Linked DNA regions of Mus musculus: region 1 is linked to region 2. Evidence: chromatin contacts called from public Hi-C data. All regions are on one chromosome and are shown on one strand. Each heading gives the region's core, a stretch centred on a gene start, on an enhancer-like site or on the middle of the called end of the contact. The rest is flanking DNA. Distances are from core to core; before and after follow the strand shown.

Region 1 (2,992 bases), core at 124-2,623, 680 kb before region 2:
TGAAGGAGGTGAAGTAAGGGACTCAGGTTTTGTGTGGAAATAGGAGACAAGCCTCACAGAGCAGAGTTGGTCAACCCTTTTGCACTTCATTTGGTACAAAGGGATTATTAGGTTGTCTGTTGTCTTGAACCTAGCAGTTTTGTGAGTTTGGAGGTCATTAAGATAATCATTTAAGATTTAATTATCCCTAACCCTGACATTATTTACCAATTGGGCTAGAAAACAAAATCAGAAAGTCACACAGGTTTCCTCTGCTTTTGCTTATGGGCAGTGCACATAAATACAGACTGTTGTTGTTGTTAAAAAGTACAACCCGAGTACACTGACATCATGATGGCTAGCCTACCTTAGGTAAGTCGGTTCTATTGAGAAAAGGTATTTATTTGAGAATGCTGGGAGCCTGACCTCAGAGCCCTTCCAATCGGATGCCTCTCATGCTTTCTTTCTTTTTCTCTGTACCAGGCACCTTCTTCCTCAGATTTTTTTCTTTTTCTCCTAAGGTGGAATCTTGTGGTGGGTGCTGAATTGGCAGAGCCTGTCACCTTGCTGCACAAGAACAGGTAGAATTCTGTCTGCTGACTCAGAGAGAGGGCACTCAGTACCTGGGTGGCCCCTGACATGACCACCCCTCACCCCCAAACACACACCTCACACAAGAATGGGAGAAAGCCTTAGTGTTAACCTATACATGTTCTAGGCCTGAGTGCACATGGCCTGAGACCTATCTGTATGAAGGTAAAGGCTCCAAGAGAGTCAGGTACTTGGATCACAGTTCAAGGTACAGTGACCCGATTGTTCATGTCCACACTGTTCTAGATAGGAGGAAAATTAGTTACATCAAGTGCATGGTAGTTCTTAGCACGGTCCATGAATACAGATTGATCTCTTTCTGGGGAAATATCCACCCAAAATAACAATAGAGCTAAATTGTTATTCTGGAATTGAATTATCACTTTGTATTTGGGTTTATTAATTTTTTTTCTGTGTAACATAGTGTTCTTTTGTGGAATGCTCCCAGGGGATTATTTTTCCTTTCATAATACATTGAAATTTTATTTTCATTAAAACGCTATATAAACTTTTACAGAATCTCATGCAATAAATGTTTGTTGTTGTTTAAATTCCCAGTTCCAAGAAGGTAGTGGCATAGTAGCCAATGGGTGGGTAACTGGTGCAGTTAGAAGCTGGTCTGGGGAGTTGAATCTGCATCATTGTTCCCTGAGACGTGGAATTGAGAGGAATGAGTCATAAGGGTGTCAGAGCTACACTTGAGATCACAGAGTTCAACCTAGATTTCACCATTGCTGAAACCCCGTGAAAAAGATTGGCTTGCATAACATCTCCACTGGCTTTTGGAAGGGCTCCGAGGAAAACCTCTGTCTGGATTCTGTTAACCAGCTGTCCTTTGGCACTTATGCCACAGAGCTACCAGGAGCAGAGACATTGACTTCTGCTCCGGGGATTTTTTTCCCTCTATTTTTCTTGGTACCTCATAGTAGATGATTATCGCCCACATGCGGATGCCTGAGTGGCATATTGGATCATTTCACAGAAACCCTTTCTGTTCTTTAATTCCATCCCTCTAGTGAGACTGTATAAGGAGAATGAGTATATTTCCACAGAGAAAGCCAGTGCTGAGTAACCTGCAGTGCAGTGCCAGTATGTGCCTCCTGTGCATGCCTCGCATATAGTTCCCAGTACTGCTTGTGAAGTTCTCCCTGTGTTGATGAGCTGTAGATACACATGGGATGTATGTGAAGGGCACACTCTTAGTGGGCTTAGGTTTGTTTATTCCTGAAGACTCTGGTTGGAGCAAACCGCGGGGGGAGGTGTGTGTGTGTGTTTGTGTGTGTGTGTGTGTGTGTGTGTGTGTGTGTGTGTGTGTGTTTCTGCAGCCGTTTTGAGCACGGAGATTCACCGGACTCTGCTAGCTGTGTTTCCTGAGAGCAGGACAGTGCAGCGCCATGCAGGCATAAGGTCAGCTCCCTGTCTTGTCACAGTCCATCCAAGAATTGATCCAGGAATTTTCTCCATTTTACTGACTGCTGAAAGAAGCAATACATACTGCAAAGAGGATCAAAATGTCTGGAGGTTAATTTTCAGAGCTCTCTAGGAGGATGAGGCAGAAAATGAAGTTGCTTATTTTTAGTTAAGAGATTTTCTTGCAGGTCTGGGTTGTAGCAATGTTACCATGGTCCAGTCTCGGAGCATCCTATTGCCTGGAGTGTTCCCTATGTCTGTTTCAGGTATTTCCATCACCACAGGCCATCTGCATTCTATTCAGGGTGTAAGTTCACTTACATGCGTCTATGGTTCACCCACCCTGCTGGACTGCAGGGGCCTGCCCCTTTGTTGTGTGGCTGTAATACATCCTGGTTATCCCTTACCAGAGATGAGCTTTAGGCTGTTTTCTGCTTTGTGACTATTGCTAATGGTGCTACTTCAAACATTAGTAAAAAGTCTTTGTATGGACCTGTTTTTCTATTTCTGTCCAATGGGTTGGTTTTCCATGGCTTTCTACTGAGGATTTCTCCAAACTGTATATCTTGGTTGTTTCTGGGATGAATTATCTTGACCATAATGTTAAACAGAAGCTATGTAAGTTTTTTTTAAAGATTTATTCATTATTATATCTAAGTACACTGTAGCTGTCTTCAGACACCCCAGGAGAGAGCATCAGATCTCATTACAGATGGTTGTGATCCTCCATGTAGTTGCTGGGATTTGAACTCAGGACCTCAGGAGCAGTTGGTGCTCTTTAACCACTGAGCCATCTCTCCAGCCCTGTTATGTAGGTTTCTTAAAATGGCAGTCTTATGTCATATTCTTAGCAGTATTTGTGTGTGTGAGTGCATGCATACATGCATGCATTTCTCACTTATCAGAAGAGAAAATCAACTGTACTGGTTGATCCATGGAACCTACTAAATAAAACTCACATTCTGCCTGTAAAACCACATAGATGCTTACCTTTGACCTAGCTTCACTTCTA
Region 2 (2,824 bases), core at 300-2,799:
TGTATCCCTGGGCTGAGACCTCCAGAGCACTAGACCCTGCTCCTTCTGTATAAAGCTCATGAACTGGCACCGGACCAGCTAGAAAAGGACGAATACAGCCAGCTGTGTGAAGGGTCTGCCCAAGTTCCTTGGTTAGAACGCCCGTAAGCCACAGCTGACTGCTCTACCTGGGCTACACCCCCCTCCCCCATCCTGAGGCTGCATCTGCAGTATCATCTACCCATCCTGGGGAATATAGGTTAAGTAAATCAGGGTCACAGGTCCAGAGTCAGCCAATGCTATGTAGCCTGCTGGGGTTAGCAGACTGGAGTGCTGGTGCTGTGTATTTTCCTGACCACCCTTTATTCATCACCTCAAGATCCGCCAGGCCTGCTGACAGGGCATGGCTCTGAACCCAACCGGGAGACCTCTATGACTGTCGCTGTGTGATACCATGCATCTGCTACATGACAGGCCCCTGCTCTTTGGCTCAGAAGAGCACATCCTAGAAAGCCCAGCATGGGAATCATGGCTGCCAGTGTGTCTATTCCTGTGTCCGTCAGGGTATCCATCAATACCCAGGGACACACCAGGCCCTGCCCTGAAGGGCTTAAGCTGTCTTTATTGTGCAACCACCCTATAAAGGAAATAGCTCAGCTTGTGGAGGCTCCAAAGGCCAAGAAAAAAAGCCACATGTACAGCATGAAGCCACAGCCCAAAGCCAATGGCCTGATGCTCAGGTTGGGGCGGTGGGTGGGCATGAGATTACTGCCAGGAAGAACATGTGTCCACCATGGTGACATATACTGTAGGGCTGGCATGAGGAGGACAAAGGACACAGTCTCACTGAGTCCTAGGAGTCACTGTCACTTTTCTTTACAGACTTTTATTATTAATGATGCTGAAATTTGTAACCAAGTTTTTGTATTATAATGACTATACCACTCTTCTGGAATTTGCTCTGGGTAAGGATGGTTCTGGCTTTATCTGGAGCCCAGATGTTATCAACACACACACAGAGACACACAGAGAGAAACAGAAATAAAAAGAGACTCTTATACAAATACATCCATGTGGTTAGTGTTGACAACTTGGATTTCCATAATAAAGATCGAAAGATCAAATATCTTTTGCAAGTTAAGTATTTAACTAAGCCAAAGTGACGGCTACGCAGAAATCACCAGCACTGGAGAAAGCCACGTTTGTGGCTCACACCAGAAAGCTGGGCTGCATAGTCCCAAAGGCGGTATTTGGAATGAAACAACCAGAAATATTTCCTGGAACTTCTTTTGGGAATCACAGAGTTTGTTCACCATATATTTTCTTCTATGTTACACTGGACAGTTGACTCTGAGTGGGTAAACATCCCACACACCGTAGCAACAGGAAGTCCACAGCCCAGGAGTGTCCTGGTGCCTAGTACCCGAGAGGAGAGGGCCTTTTTCTCTTCAAGGTTCCAGAGACCCGATGCTGATGCTGTGACTCACTCAGCTTTGAGGCCCTCCCCTTCCTCTCCCCCTCCTCTCCTGATCCCTCCCCTCTTTGCACCTCCCTCCCTCCCTCCCTCCACCCTCCCTGGCTCTCTCCTCAGCTCTGGGCTCTGACTGCAGCAAGCAGAGACAACCTCTCACTCTGCCTTTCCCAGCGCCCACCCTGACCCTGGCCCACATTTGACGGTGACTCGCAGGCCAGCCAGAAACATGAGGCTGGCCCACGCTCTGCTGCCCCTGCTGCTACAAGCCTGCTGGGTGGCCACACAGGACATCCAGGGCTCCAAAGCGATTGCCTTCCAAGGTGAGTAAACTGGCTGTGCTCCCTGTGTGCTGTGTTTAGCTGCCTGAAGGCCTGAAAGTTGATGGGGCTCAATACCCCACAAGGTACTGTCCGGTGTCCCACCTCCCCCCCACCCTTTGTCTTAATCTTGTGGAGAGCCACTAAGAAGGGGACTTTCCCCTTGTCCAAGCCTGCATTCTATTTGGTTCCTGTCTTGAAGCAGCTATATAATACCCGGCTCCCAGCCAAAAGGCCCTGGAGTCCTGTCACCCCGAATCTTGCCATGCTAGGGAGATGACAGGTTGGTAAACTCCAGAGGGACTGAGCAGCAAGGGGAGCCTGGTCCATTTCTGTCCTGAGCGAATGACTGATAATCTCTCTTTGCTTGATAGCCAGCATAGGTAACCTGCCTCTTCACAACTCAGGGGGAGGTCATAGATCTGGTGGCTTTGGGTTGAGACCATAAGGAGAAATAGTCCAGTTCTCCCAGGCAGCCCCTGCACTCTGTAACTGGCCAAGGCCACTGTAACTGAGCAAGGCTCTGTCCAAGGACAGGACACCCTGAGACTTGGCTCTCACTCAGACCCTGCTGGGTGTTACCCACCAGGCAGGTGAGGGGCTGGGGCTGCACTGATCACCTGCTCGGAGCTCTGCTGGTGAGAATGGATGGTGTCTGGCCAGGAAGCCCCTGGCCAGAATGGGGATATGTGAATGGGGCCTTGTGCCCCCAGTGGGGCTCAGAGCATGGCTCATGGGATCTTCTCTGGCTCAGACTGCCCTGTGGATCTATTCTTCGTGCTCGACACCTCGGAGAGTGTGGCCTTGAGGCTGAAACCTTATGGGGCCTTGGTGGACAAGGTGAAGTCCTTCACTAAGCGCTTCATTGACAACCTGAGAGACAGGTAGAATGAGCTTGCCTTGGCCTGTCCTGTAGCTCTGTGGTCCTGGGGTGGGGGTAGGGGTGGGGGTGGGGGTGGGGGACTGGACCTGCAGGTAGAGCTGAGCCTTAACTCCACATTCCAGAAGCTGTCCAGAGCTCCATCCCATGTCTCTGCAGCTCAGAGGGACAGGA

Evidence for each region. Hi-C and Micro-C count contacts between places; a contact is called where the count stands out from the background.
Region 1: a contact with region 2 is called in a Hi-C map of muscle stem cells, with 3 times the contacts expected there. The contact joins the enhancer-like site here to the promoter of Col6a1 in region 2. A contact is called at or near these places in 2 of 39 promoter capture datasets (both in embryonic stem cells), 1 of 484 Hi-C or Micro-C datasets (muscle stem cells) and 1 of 115 datasets of contacts at active chromatin or transcription factors (pancreatic cancer cells).

The regions. Positions count from the first base shown.
Region 1 is chr10:77,405,117-77,408,108 of GRCm38.p6, reverse strand. The region is part of intron 1 of Adarb1 (adenosine deaminase, RNA-specific, B1); the gene reads left to right. Among named protein-coding and RNA genes, the nearest start is that of Adarb1, 12 kb to the left of the region's middle. Within about 2 kb of position 1,373, at least 40 of the 459 cell types and tissues checked have an H3K27ac peak or open chromatin away from gene starts, as enhancers often do. A contact at or near this core is called in muscle stem cells, where this site is marked.
Region 2 is chr10:76,724,769-76,727,592 of GRCm38.p6, reverse strand. It overlaps Col6a1 (collagen, type VI, alpha 1), which reads left to right and starts at 1,549. Exons shown (of 35, transcript NM_009933.4): 1 at 1,549-1,773; 2 at 2,525-2,654. The coding sequence starts at 1,680.